Linked DNA regions of Mus musculus: regions 1 and 2 are each linked to region 3. The links are chromatin contacts, called in public Hi-C maps. All regions are on one chromosome and are shown on one strand. Each heading gives the region's core, a stretch centred on a gene start, on an enhancer-like site or on the middle of the called end of the contact. The rest is flanking DNA. Distances are from core to core; before and after follow the strand shown.

What was found. A called contact is a pair of places that touch in the nucleus more often than the background predicts.
Region 1: a Hi-C map of the N1E-115 cell line shows a contact between it and region 3, with 2.6 times the contacts expected there. The contact joins two enhancer-like sites. A contact is called at or near these places in 1 of 484 Hi-C or Micro-C datasets (the N1E-115 cell line) and 1 of 9 other capture datasets (embryonic stem cells).
Region 2: a contact with region 3 is called in a Hi-C map of the N1E-115 cell line, with 2.5 times the contacts expected there. The contact joins two enhancer-like sites. A contact is called at or near these places in 1 of 484 Hi-C or Micro-C datasets (the N1E-115 cell line), 1 of 115 datasets of contacts at active chromatin or transcription factors (embryonic stem cells) and 1 of 9 other capture datasets (embryonic stem cells).

Annotation. Positions count from the first base shown.
Region 1 is chr5:27,676,633-27,680,958 of GRCm38.p6, reverse strand. All of the region lies in intron 16 of Dpp6 (dipeptidylpeptidase 6), which reads right to left. Among named protein-coding and RNA genes, the nearest start is that of Paxip1, 110 kb to the left of the region's middle. Within about 2 kb of position 1,583, at least 5 of the 459 cell types and tissues checked have an H3K27ac peak or open chromatin away from gene starts, as enhancers often do. A contact at or near this core is called in the N1E-115 cell line, where this site is marked.
Region 2 is chr5:27,704,187-27,709,196 of GRCm38.p6, reverse strand. All of the region lies in intron 17 of Dpp6 (dipeptidylpeptidase 6), which reads right to left. Among named protein-coding and RNA genes, the nearest start is that of Paxip1, 85 kb to the left of the region's middle. Within about 2 kb of position 1,701, at least 20 of the 459 cell types and tissues checked have an H3K27ac peak or open chromatin away from gene starts, as enhancers often do. A contact at or near this core is called in the N1E-115 cell line, where this site is marked.
Region 3 is chr5:28,034,280-28,039,181 of GRCm38.p6, reverse strand. All of the region lies in intron 1 of Gm35223 (a long non-coding RNA gene), which reads left to right. Among named protein-coding and RNA genes, the nearest start is that of Gm26608, 19 kb to the left of the region's middle. Within about 2 kb of position 1,926, at least 166 of the 459 cell types and tissues checked have an H3K27ac peak or open chromatin away from gene starts, as enhancers often do. A contact at or near this core is called in the N1E-115 cell line, where this site is marked.

The sequences.
Region 1 (4,326 bases), core at 334-2,833, 360 kb after region 3:
TCTGGAGGTTCAGCTCCTCATGAGGGCTGAGGGTGCATGGCACAGGCCTGCATGGAAGAGGAGTCAGACAAAAGCAGCATTGCCCCTGCCAGGGCTCATTTCTATGGGACAAGGGAACCAACAACGATGAGGCACCAGGCCAGAGGTGGTTCTAGGAATGGCACCAAGAAGTTGGGCACAGCATGCTTTTGTGGGTCAGAACCCGGCTAACAGTTCAGGAGCCTCAGGAGAAACCCTCTCGCAGGTCACTGTGTGCCCGAGGTTGTTATGCTGCCCTCTGCTGGGCACCAACAGTTACAGAAATTGTGCTCACCTCCAGGGCACTGATAGGCACATGGGATGATTGGAGCAAAGACATTGCCAGCTGGAAGATGGACCGTGACTTTAGAGAGATCATAAGGACAAGTTTGGTGTCAGAGTTGTTACAAGATAGCTGGCCTCTAAACAAGGAGGTGGGGCTCAGTTCCTTCCTCATAAACCATAGTTTAAGTCTCCTTGCAGCACTTAACTAGGGGTTAGGCACTGCTGATTTTGAGCGCTGGTGACAGGCCTTGGGGTCTGCCTCTTCATCAGAGCCAGGAATGTTACTGGCTTACAGTAAGTTCCTTTCTGCAAACCTCAAGTCAGAGTGAGGCAGCCTAGAGATGCACACAGCCTGGAGACCTGAAGTCCAAGGTCCCAGCATCTGTAGGGTTGTACTCCTTGTGACCCCATAGGAATTCTCTAGTTTCTGGCAGCTTCTGGTGGTGGCCAGCACTCCCTGACTTACAGACACCTCCCTCCATCCCTTGTTGTCGCAGGTTATCTCTGCTCATGGTGGCATGGCGTGTGTGTGTGTGTGTGTGTGTGTGTGTGTGTGTGTGTGTAAGAGAGAGAGAGAGAGAGAGAGAGAGAGAGACAGACAGAGACAGAGACAGACACAGAGAGACAGAGAGACAGAGAGAGACAGAGGGAGAAAAGGGTTTGCCTGTGCAGGCAAGTTTTCCCACTTCCTTTTTTTCTTTATTGGAAACCATGGTGATGACCTAAAAGAGAAATGTGTATCTGAATATTCTCACTGTCTTTGGCATGAAGGCATGTGTCATGCATCAAGGCCTTGCCCAGGATAGTCCACCCGAGCCCATGTTTTCCATAGACAGTTTCACTGATCCTAGAGACTGTCCATTCACAAAAAATTAGGAATTCTGTGTCTACATAAATCTTCTTTGTCCATCACAAATTTTGTCTGAGGGCTGGTAAGATGGCGCAGTGGTCAAGAACACTTGCATTCATCCAGAGGACCTGGCTGTGATTCCCTGCACCCACACTGTGGCTTACAAATGTTTGTGGCTCCAGTTCCTAGGGATCAGATGTCCTCTTCTGGCCTCAGAGGGCACCAAACATGCATGAGGTACACATATGTACATGCAAACAAACATTCATACAAACTAAATTTTGTCTTCAAACAGAAACTTTGGTCACTTTAGGATGAAATGGAGCAGCCATTACTAACTAGTGGTTAAGTTGACTTATGCTGTTAGTCATCATATAAAAATTGAGCTTCCCCCACTGTAAGCAGCATGTGAGGGGACTGAAGGGCTCCCCCTGGGATGCTGAGTCAGCTTCTGGGATGCTGAGTCAGAGCTGTGACAAAGATAATAGCATCTGTGTATCAGCATCAGCATCCTTTTCATAAACATGTCATCAAATCCATCATGATAATAGTAGCAATGTCATTGTCATTGTCACCATAACCACCATGACCAGCAGTACCAACTATTAAATCCCGCTCTAACTCTCTGGTCATAAACAATTTGATCCCAGGGCTAAACAAGATGGCTTAGCATGTAAAGGCACTGCTGCTAAGCCTGACAATACAAGTTTAATCCCTGGAAGTCACATGGTAGAAGGAAAGAGCCCTTTCTGCCAGTTGTCTTGTATTCCCCTTACATCCCGGACACAAAATAAATGCACTAAAATAGAATTTAAAAATTAAAACTGAACTTGATGCCAACCTACAAAGTAGGTGTCATTATACTCCAGGGTTATGGCTGCCTGCACTCCCTGGTTTGCACACTTCCCCTCAGCCTTTGCTGTTCCATGCCATTTCCTCTCACACCAGTCCTCCTCTGGCTGCCCCTTTCCCTCCTCTTCGTCTGTCACAAACAGCCACTGCTCAACTGCCTACAGCTTTGCTTCTTGGTTCTGTAATAAACTATCCTGAGAACAGCAACTTCAGGAGGAAAGGGTAGAGGCTGCAGAGATGGCTCAGTGGTTACGAGCACTGCTGCTTTTCCAGAGGTCCTGAGTTCAATTCCCAGAAACCACATGGTGGCTCAGAACCACCTATAAAGGCATCTAATGCCCTCTTCTGGCATGCAAGTGTGCATGAAGACAGAGCACTCATACATTTAAAAAGAAAGGTAGAAAGAAGAAAGAAAGAAAGGTAGGAAGAAGTAAGGAAGAGAGGAAGAAAGAAAGGAAGAAAAAGAAGGAAGGAAGGAAGGAAGGAAGGAAGGAGAAAGGAAGGAAGGAAGGAAGGAAAGAAGGAAGGAAGGAAGAAGGAAGAAGGAAGAAGGAAGGAAGGAAGGAAGGAAGGAGAAAGGAAGGAAGGAAGGAAGGAGAAAGGAAGGAAGGAAGGAAGGAAGGAAGGAAGAAGGAAGAAGGAAAAAGGAAGAAGGAAGAAGGGGTCTATCCAGGTTACTGACCCTCATTGCAGGAGGAACTTAAAACAGCTGGTCACATGCCCAGTTGAGGGCAGGGAGAATAAACGCATGCGTGTTTGTGCCCAGCTCATACTTTCTCCTCATTCAATCCAAGGCCCAGCCCGTGAAATGGTGCTGCCCACATTAAGGATAATCTTCCTACATAATTAGCCCAGTTAAGGAAACCTTCACAGACATGCCCACAGGCCAGGCCAGGCTAGAAAATCCCCCCGAGACTCTTTCCTAATGTGATTCTACTTTATGTCAAGCTGACAGTTAAACAAGTGCTTCCCTTTTTGTTTGTTTTGGTGCCACACTGTACCTTCTCCTATGCCCTTCATACTTCTGAACTGTTCACAGGTTCTCTAAGCCCTACCAGAAGGTAGAGAGGACCAGGCCTGAGCTGAGGCACTAGGGATATGCTGGTAACCAGCTAACCTTCTTTAAAGGTTCTTCCAATTTTTCTTCTCCTAGATTCTGGACTCCCTGAGGGTGGTCCTCCCTGTGTTTCATCTTCTTGTGTTTAACATTGAGCCTGGTGTCTGCCTCACACTCAATACCACAGAAGGACTTCTCAAGACCAGGGTTCAGTTCTGTGTCCCCTAGTGAGTCAGACGCATTCCAACCAGGTGGTGATGTTCATGCATGGGGAAACCCTGACACTAAGAACTAGGAAACCATGTACAGCCCAGCAGGGGTTCTTGTGTAGAGCAATGTGCAGGGCTGCAGCGCCCTCTTGTGTACAGGCCGTACCCAGGGCTTCGGCATGGAGATCTATGGGATTTCTGCAAAGGTTCAGCTTCACTGTGCACAGAGAGCAAACTAAGCAGCTGTGGTCCTCTGACAAGTGCAAGGAAGACCTGGCTCTCAGCCACTGCTGGGTACTGTGGGACTGACTCATCTGTGAAAGGTGGGGGTAGGGTTGGCTGCTGTGGTGGGAGGAGGTGAGCACTGGCCTCCTGTGGATGCTCTCCCAGTCACCCCATACATCCCTAAGTGTGTCAGCACCCGCCAGGGGCTATGCACCCAGAATATCTTGGCTCCAACAGATTTCCTGTGACACAGTGGGGGAGTGCCTTGCTGTCAGTCCCCACAGGGATGTTCCAGCACCCACAGAATGGAATGCCAGTTGGTTTTAAGTGTCCTCTCCCACCCCTTTAAACCCTTTGGTGGTGGTGGTATCCTCTCTCATCATAGATCTGGGTCCACACACAGAAGATTCTCAGCAACAAGCTGATGTAAACAGGAGGGGAGGTTACGGCTGGCTTAGGGGAAAGGTGATGTACACGGGAGGGGAGGTCATGACTGGCTTAGGGGAAAGGTGATGTACATGGGAGGGGGCACACCAGAGCAATCACCACAGTCCCTGCAAGACCCGCAGAGTCAAGGCTCACTGCAGAGACCAGATCTCATGTGGCCACTTGAAATTCCAGCTCAGCACCACCAGGATTTCTCTGGGGCTTTCTTCTATGTTCTCATGTGTTCAACCTCCATGCCCAATAACAAGGAACTTGGCTCTCATTATCACTGACATCTAACTCATCAAATCCACCCCCTGAGTGAAAACACTTTCAGCTATCATATGTGTGTGTGTGTGTGTGTGTGTGTATGTTAATCCTAACACTTCAGAGGCAGAGGCAGG
Region 2 (5,010 bases), core at 452-2,951, 330 kb after region 3:
GTGTGATCCATTGTAAGTCTGTTGGGTTCAAGAAAAGCAATACCACTTATCTGTGGGGGAAAACAGCCACACCAACCAGGCAATGTCAGCAGAGAAGACACCAGACTGTGTGGCCTTTATCAGTTAACCCACTCCCAGATTTCTTGCTTTAACCTGTAAGTTATCTGGTCTTTAGAGACTTGGAGTTGGTGACCATAGTCACAGATAGCAATGTCCCAAGAGCAATGTTTTGCAATTTGAGGGCTTACCCCCTCATGCATGGTGGCTAGGTGACTGTATTGTTGGGTTATCTGCATGGCTCTTCATTTTCAGGTTACAACACACAAATACCACGTCAGAAATCTCTTCAGCTGGAAGGAAGGAAGCCCATTTTGCTCACCTGCTGAAATGGCTGTGCGACCCCATTTCACCCTCTCATGCCTAGTAAGCCCACAGGTCTTCCTTTTCTTTGCTTTCTTTAAGGTTACATGTAGGGTTGGCTTGTGGCTCAATGTAAAAGGGAACTGTTTTCAAGGGGCTCTGCCTTTAGCGTGTCTAGGCTAGGATCAGAAAATATTTTAAAGCTATGGTCCTATGAGGAACGTTGGGGTCTTTCATGAGCCCTTGAAAACAAAACCATCCCACAGTCTTGTTTCTTGAAGGCATCAGAGGTTAGTTAATTCATGGCTGCTGTGGGTAACACACAGCATTGTGTGACTCCACGATCTCCACCATCTGTGGGAGCAGGAATGGCATACTTTTGGTAGGGTGGGGCGGGGGAGTTCCTGTGCCTGTGAGGAGCTGATAAGCAGCTGAAAACGCTTGGCAAGCTGCCAAGCACACATGGCCGTCCAGCAGCTACGGCTTTCACCTTTCACCTTTGGCAGACGCTGGTTCTGCCTGAAGCTCCTTCCCCCTGCCCACCCCTGTGTGGTCTCTTGCCATCCTTCCAAGACAAATGAAACTGGACTGAGAGACACTCCAGGGGTTTCAGGAATCCAATGCTCTGTAAGGTGCCAGAGCTCAGCCTGCCTGAGGAAACCGAGGGATGACTGCTAACCATTCCCTGCTCCATGTGTGAATTCAACATCACAACGGGAAACGAACGTCCAGCAAATTGATTGTAGAGTCTTTGGCATTTGAGAGACTAATTACATATGGAAGTTAATGTTCAGTGAATGCTGGGATTCTGACCTGGTTCTCTGATAGTCCCAGACCCAAGCTAGTGTAAGAATCAGGGCATAGACTTAAGATGTTATGTCAAAGCTTCCGCTCATGGGTCCCCTTGTGCTGGCTGGGTTTGTGGCAACTTGGTACAAGCTAGAGTCATCTGGGAACAGGGAACCTCAGCTGAGAGAATGCCTTCATAAAACTGGCCTGCAGACAGGTCTGTAGTGCATTTTCTTGATTGATCACTAATGTGGGAGGGCCCAACTCCTGGTGGATGGTGCTATCCCTGGGCTGGTGGTCCTGGGTTCTGTAGAAAGCAGGCTGAGCACTCCGCGAGGAGCAAGCCAGTAAGCAGCACTTTGTAGGGCCTCTGCTTCAGTCTTTTCCTCAGGTGCCTGCCTGGAGTAACCTAGATGAGCTATAAGGTGAGATAAACCTTCCCCCCTGCAAGTTGGTCATGGTGTTTCATCACAGCTCTGCCTAAGACAACCTGGAAGAACCTTCCATGGTTATCACTCTGACTGACTATGTGACTCATCTAGGTATGGCATGGGGAAGGGACCTGGGGTGTGTGCAGGGAGATAGGGGTGACATGGCTGCACACATAGGAGCTCATGGGTATCAGCACAATCAGCAAAGATGAGTACATGGATCTCACTCAGCTTCTGCCACCAGGGCCCTATGGGAACTTCATCTGTGTGAGCAGGTAGGTGCCAGGACCTGCCCAGAGTCTCTCACAATTGGCTCAACTCTCCTTAAATGTAATTCACATGAGCTGGCTTTGAATGTCACTCTGCAATCTTACATGCTGTTTTGGAGGGAGAGGTTCAAACTCAGATCACAAATATGTGTGGCTGTCCACCCAGCGAGGCTTTCCTAGAGCGAGTGCAGAGATGACTAAATTCCCATTATCCACGTCCAGCCCTGTCAGTTCTGGCCTTGTGTGGGGCGTGGCAGGTTCTAATTCCTCAGTGACTATTCAGGCTGCCTTTGAATAGCTTGCTCCCCTCTATTGAAATCCCACTTTCTGCAGAAGAGCACCAAAGCAACAGACTATTAAATTTAGTTAAATATTAGATTTCCCATTTAATGATTGCCCACACAGCCGGGCTTATCAGCAGAGAACTGGTGGCCTCACGGGGGAGTTGGGTTAAGTTAGTTTATTTGTTCCCCTAATTGCATTCAAAGAGGGCAGGAGCTCAGAGGAGATATAAGAAAAGATCGGTGCATTCCCCGAGGACTCTGCTTCTGACTGCGGGGCAGCAGGGACCTCCAGGCTGCAGCACACACATGGCCACTCCTTAATTAAATGTGAGCCCCTCTAATATTTGGTGGAATTAGCTATTATCAGATCTGGACACAGTGAGCCCACAGAGACAAATGTCTACTCAGGAAGCCACTCCCCTGGCTGTGTGGCCTGCGGGCTGTTCCCACATGGCCCTGGGGCTTGGAGCAATCACTGCTCTGCCAAGACATTGGAAATTAGTGAACAAACTGCAATGGAAATCATAAGCAACTGATCTAGAGGGGAAAGGGCTACCTGGCCCTCAGGTGCAGGTTTCTTTTCTGTAGACTTTGACACTCCAGACTGTGTGAATAGATGTACTTTCTGCTTCTCCAGTGTGCTGCGAGGGCATCCGATGGTCAGGCAATCCCATTCCCCCACCCCCACTGACTTTTTTCATTGCTTCCCCATGCATTATTCTTCCTTGTGCTTGCTCTTTGTGGCAGAGTCCATCCACATCCCTCGGGCTACATTACCTCGGGCTACATCCCTCGGCTAACTCAAAGAACAGACCCAGAAGTATAAAGATAGTTCAACTTGGTCCACCTCGGTTAGATCTGTCTTTACTCTGAGCCCTGTTTCCTTGTTACATTCAGCTTGATAGTTTGTGACACAGAGTGAATGTTCTTTTGGGCCATTTCTCTCCTCCTTGATTCTCTGACTAACCACTGAGCATCTAGAGGGCAGAGTCAGGTCAGATAAGTGGTCTTATTTCTAGACTCCAACATCATGCTGGACATCACGATGAGGGCTGCTGCATGTGTCCAACAACTAGGGGTACTACATTCATGGAGGATGATACTGTGTTTGGCACACAGGTAAGCTGCTGGTGCTCCTGTGTCCCCTGAGAGTTGTTTGCAGGGAATAAGACCTCTGGGTCTTTCCTGGTTCTCTGTGCAGGCATCCCTGAGGGTGTGGACACCATGTATCTGGCTTATTCTCCACTTGATGTTTGTTATGTGTTAACTTGCTAAGATTCTATGCTAAGACCTCAAACAAAGCTAGCCATTGGCCCTTCCCAGAAGGTTGCCATGTGCAACTCTGGGGTTCAGAAGACTTTTCACAACCAACAGAAGGTTTTGTGGAATTGATTCGGAGGTCTCTGCCCAGTGTGCGTATTCCCACATCCTTTGCATCAAGGCCTCACACACAGGGTAGCAGACTTCTGAGTTATCTATTCCTGGTCCCCTTGCCAGCAGGTGGGCTACACACTGTGGACTTGGGGCCACTGAGTCTGGGTTGACCTAGACAACTCATGGTGTTGGGCAAGGACAACACAGAAGGTGTCTGGCCCTTTGACCTCAACAAAACAGTCAAGAGATTTGACTAAGCTTGAAATACATACACTTCTAATTGTTATCCTTGGATAACAATTGTCATTTTTTTTGTATGTAACCTGGAAGGAGTTTTAAAAAAATAGAGGGGGCTGGAGAAATGGCTCAGAGGTTAAGAGCAGTGGCTGCTCTTCCAGAGGATTCTCAGCACCCACATGGGGCTCATAGGTGTAACTTCTATTCCAGAGGGTCCAGTGCCCTCTTGTGGCCTCCAGAGGTACAAAGCATCCAAGTGAGGTGCAGATTCATATGCAGAATAAACACACACTACAGAAAATAAGGTTACTAATAAGTAGTGGAGCTATTATAGCTCAGCTCTTCTCATGTGTCTGTTCCAATGGCTGGGAAGCAGGAGAATGTGTGTACTCTCTCAGCTGTTCAGGGGTTAGGAGGAGGTGCCCATTCATAGACCACAGCTGCATCTCTAGGGGCGATCACCCCTGCATTACTGAATGGCAGTAGCAGTATGTAGCTTGTTCTAGCTGCTTTCTGTGTGCCTGTGACAATTCAGTATGACTTTATAGACACCGAGACTGTCTATAAGTTTTTATAAGATGTTTAGAAGATTTCATGCCTGTAGGCCACCGGTACAGAGTGTGCTGGGGTGCGAACCGACAGGGGATGCCAGCATCACTTTAAACAGTAAAACCTGATGCATAAATTTGACTGTTAAAAAAGAAATGTTTAAAAAACTGTTGGAAGAGATGAGAGTAGAAGTGAACTTAGGTTCCATGGGATGGTGTCATGACTCTGTTCCAATGAAAACGTTGTTGGCCCAGTTTTTCTTTTTCCTTTCTGTTTGGTGCCTAGGTTGGAAACCAGGGCTGTGTGGATGCTACTTAGGCAAGTGCTCTCCCACTGAGGCACACCCCAGCCCAGGCAGCTCTCTCTTCAGAAAAAGCTCTCAGAAAACAACTCAAACCTATGAGGAAACCATAGGAGTCACACGTCAGATGTCTTGCATATCAGATATTTACACTGTGATTCATAACAGTAGAAAATTATGGTTATGAAGTAGCAATGAAAATAATTTTATGGTTGGGGTCACCACAATATGAGAAACTGTATTAAAAGGTTGTTGCATTGAGAAGGTTGCGAACCACTGCTCTAATGAATGATTTGTGGCCTGTGGCTCGGTTTACATCTAAATGGGATGTGTCTAGGCAAATAGTCTTGGCTGGCCTGGAACTCACTATGTAGACCACGCTGGCCTAAACTCATAGAGATCTACCTGCCTCTGTG
Region 3 (4,902 bases), core at 677-3,176:
CTCTGTGAGTTCCAGGCCAACCTAGTCTATAAAGTAAATTCCAGGACAGGATAGCCAGGGCTGTTATAAGGAGAAACTGTTGCAAAAATAAAAATAAGTAAAATAAAGACTAACTTTATTATTTCTTTTGAATTTTTAAAATGTATTTCTAAGATAATTCCAACTCACATGAATGTTAATATATTTGTGTTTTATTGAATATATTTCTAGTAAGCAACATTAAAGATCACATGATATATTGATAACATACATACAATGAAGTAATTATTATAGTTAGAAAATGAACATACTGAAATCCCTGTCTGTGCACGTATGTGTATGCACCTGAGTATATGTGTGTACATGTGTGTGCAGGTTACCAAAGTCATACTCTCTGAGCACAATTTCTGCTATGTAATATGAGACATCCATGTACCATATAGCAACAGGATGGTTGACAGAGAGAAGCACACATGATGTTGGCCCTGTAAGATCATATCTCCTAGTGACACTGGACCTGTCTTAGCTTATGTAAATAATTCAGAGCTACGGTTTAGAACAAGGTGGTCCTGAGCAGAGCAGGCAGCTGATATGTTCAGTTGTTCAAGTCAAGGAATGGAGTATAGATTCCAGGGGACCTCTGTGTCTAGCATTCTCAAAGTTTCCAATGTCAGCAGTAGTCTGGCACATAGCTGAATACATCCCACAGGTGTTTTTTTCTCTGGGCTCATCATCCTGTTCCACTTCCTGACACAGGCTGGCTGGCCAAAAATAGCTGAGGTTTGCAGTCACAGAAAGAGGTGGATCTGGGCTGATGGGGTGGCACCACTGTGGCCTGAAACATCCCGCCTCTTGGCCTGGGGCCAGCTGGAGAAACCAGGCAAGGAGCTTAGCCAGCGGGCTCTCATCAGCTTTGTTTGGAATTTTCAGGTTTGTCCAATGGTAGCCTGGGAGTGGTAGGTACACCCAGAGCTCCTCCTCCCATAGAGCCATGGAGAATAGTCCTCTCTGCATTCCTCAAATAGCTGTTTTGATGCTGGTGAGGTTTGGGGGAACTGATGTCTCCTGCATGTAAGTGTGTTTGTTCTCTTTGCTCCGCAGGTGGCATTTTTTTGTTCAGCAGTTGTACCATTATTTGCCTGTGCTCATGGATCATGACATATTAATGATGCAAATTAGGATATTATTAATGAAGAAAAAAATGAATTCTGACCCTGTGGCAGGCTTCACTGTCACAGCTCTGTTATGCCCTCTCGTCACGATGTGCCAATTGCAGCAGATTCTTCCAGCTGCTGCAATTGGCACATTGACATGCGGGGGAAAGGGGAGAGACTACAACAGCACAGCCGTTTCCCTCTTCAGGCACTTGTGTTGCAAGCACACGTTTTCTTGAGAGCTTGTGTTTTCAGGCAGGATTGTGATTGTGAAAGCTGACCTCCTTCCCACACTGTAACAGTAAGCAGCATTTGGGAACCAGCTCTGTCCTTCCAGGCCCTCTAGGAAAGCCCACTGGATATGGAATCTACTTCTGTTACCACCACAGACCAGTGTGGCAATGTGGGGGAGCTCCTGTGACTTGGATGACTTTTGATTCCCAGTTCCAGTTTTCTAAATGCTTCTTGCAGGTGGCATGTGAGACCCTCTTCTCACATCTGCCACTAATCTTGCCACCTACCCCTTAATTAAACATAGCTCCACGCCACTTCCCCTCCCTGCCCTCTGGCTGACCCTGACTCCTCCCAGCACCCCATGCAGCTCAGAGATCTGGTTTCGGACCTCTCTGCTTTCCTTCTCGTGAGCCAAGTTCAGAAACAGGATGTTTTTGAGAACTTGGCTGTGTCTCCCAAGTGCAAAGTGGCAACACCCCTTGGAAAGACTACCATTCAGGAAAAGTGGCTGAGTCACCCCATATACTGTCACAAGACTGGGCTGAACCAAGAGAAGTGGCAGCTGGACTGTCTCAGCACTGATGACAAATGCCAGGACCATGTTGGGATAAGGGAATCTGGAGGGTGTCTGACCACTGAGAGATCTATTGGGACAAAGGTCTGCTGACCTGTTGTCACCTGCAGAGCAGAGTATAATGTCTATTCTCCATTGTCTGAACTAGCTCTGGGAACAGCAGCTAACTTCTGCACCACACAGAGGCCAGAGTAAGAAAGAACAAGCCTTGATGTTTCAGGTCTGCTTTGCTGAATCTGCACTTCCTAGAGACACTGCCTGTTTCACTGACAAGTCCCAAGACTTCCATTGCTGCCCTTGCTTCCTTAAGATGCCTAGCATCTGGGCTCCAGCTCATGACCTCACTCTGTAGAAACTCTGGAGAGTCTTCTTTTTCTATAAGTGTCTCCAACCTATGTCCCCACCCACTTCCCTTTCCACACCTCCTCCTCCTCCTGTGCTACCTGCTTAGTAGTAGATGTTGGGAGAGGTGGCGTCAGGCATAATTGATCTGACCCAAACTGGAAAAGTCAATGATGGTTGGGAAATTCATCATGAGAGATGCCTGGTTCTATAGACAGGGTGGCATCAGCACTGTAAATAGTGTCTCAGTTGTGACTGTGAGAGAGATGGACCCAGTTTCAAAGGATTAGCTCTTTGAGCCCTTTAGGCCTCTCTATCTGTAGTTATGGCTGATGACCTTAGTGGACATTTCTCTTCTCTTCTCTTCTCTTCTCTTCTCTTCTCTTCTCTTCTCTTCTCTTCTCTTCTCTTCTCTTCTCTTCTCTTCTCTTCTCTTCTCTTCTCTTCTCTTCTCTTCTCTTCTCTTCTCTTCTCTTCTCTTCTCTTCTCTCTCTCTCTCTCTCTCTTTCTTTCTTTCTTTCTTTCTTTCTTTCTTTCTTTCATCTTTCCCTTGTAGGTTTGCTTTGTCTTCTTATATCAGCCTGTAATAGCCTGTCTCCTATTAAGGCCACCTTTCCAGGTACTAAAGGTTAATTCTGTGACATGTGAGCTTCAGGAGTACATAGTTCACCTCTTAACAGGAACAAAGGTCATAAATGGGCATGAACCTGGGACCCTGATAGTGGCCACTGTCCCTGCTCATGATGGGCACTATCAGTGGAGGGTGAATCTGGAGCTCTGCTTGGGGAAGTTCTCAGGGCTGTGGGGACTCTGGTCCCTGTCATCCTCTCTGTATTTATGGCGAGTTAAAAGGAGTGGTGTTCCACTCAGCCTTCTCTTCCAGGAGAGCTTGAGTGACCAGGAGGCCCTGACAGACCCATTGAGCCATTAGACAAGCTGAAGTGACCCTATCCAACAGCTTTATTTATACAACACCCAGGGACAACATCCCATTAGTGAGAACATGTGCTAGCTAGTGTCTATAAAATGATCCCACCTCTATGTATCCTAGGAAATGACTCCCCTAGCAAAAGAAATCTATGAATACAGCACAATCTCAAATAAAAAGTCTAGTAGCATTCTTTCTTAGGATCATAAGAAATAATCTTAAAATACATGTGGAAGTGTGGAAGACCTCAGAGAGCCAAAGCAGCCCTGAGCAAGAAGAATGGTGTGGGGACTATCACCATTGTGGGGCTATCACCACGCCTTAATACTACAGAGCCAAGGAAGAAAACATGGTACTGGCACAGAACAGACATACAGCTCAATAGAATACAGAAAGGGTCCTGATATGGGGTCACATGACTATATCCACATGATTTTGCCAAAGATGAAAAGAGCATGCATTGGAGAAAAGATAGCCTTTTTAACACATGGTCTGGAGAATTGGACATCGACATATAGGACAATGAAATTAGATCATTATCTCTCATCCCAAACAACAAAACCACCCTCAAGTGGATCAAAGACTTCAACAGAGGACCTGAAACTGCAAGAGGACAAACTAGGGAATGCACATCAAGAGACAGGTGTAGACCAGGACTTTTACTAGGACTCCATGCTCAGGAAATAGTCAACAACCAACGAAGTGAAGTCCATGAAACAAGAATGTTTCTGTACTCCAAGCTGTCAGTGAAGGAAGAGCTAGCTTGAAGAGTGGGAGAAAATCCTTGGGAGCTTTATCTCCAACAGAGGAATTAGTATCTAGAATATTCAAAGAACTTCAGAAGCTAAGCATCAACAAAACAACCTGTAGAGGTTAATGAAAATGCCTCTATAGGCTCGAAGGAAGTGGCACTAATGGGAGGTGTGGCCTTGTTGAAGTAGATGTGGTCTTGTTGGACAAAGTGTGTCACTGGGGGTGGGCTCTGAGGTTTCAGAAGCCCAAACCAGACCCAGGGTCCCTTTCTCTTCCTGATGCTTGCTGATCCAGATATAGAACTCTCAACTCCCTCTCCAGCACAATGTCAACCTGGATGCTGCCATGCTTCCTGCTATGATGATAATGGACTACATCTCTGAACTGTAAATAAGCCACAATTAAGTGTTTTCCTTTATAAGAGTTGCCTTGGTTATGGCGTCTCTTCACAGAACTAGAAATCCTAACTAAAGCACAATACAATAATAAAAGAAAATGGTTTAGGAACTAAACAGATTTCTCAAAAAACCAACAAACAAACAAAGACAAAAAACAAAAAGCCAAAAAAACCAAGTAGCTAGTAAACACTTTTTTTTTTTCTTGTTTTCCTTTTTTCTTTTTTTGGTTGCGAGCCTAGCCTTTAATGACTGAGCCGTCTCTCTAGCCTTAGTAAACACTATTTAAAGTATTCAGCATCAGTAGCCAACAGGGAAATTCAAATTAAAAGTACCTTGAGATTCCATCCTACCCCAGTCGGCATGGTCATCAAGAAAACAAATGGTAACAAATGCTGGTGAAAGCATGGGGGAGGGCGACCCTTACTCACTGTTCTGACCCACCTGAAGTTGCTTCTTGTTAACAGCATGAACACTTGGAAGGTTCTGTTGGATAGAGTCCTGTGCACAGGGATGTTAGTAAATTGGCAGAAGACCACTTTG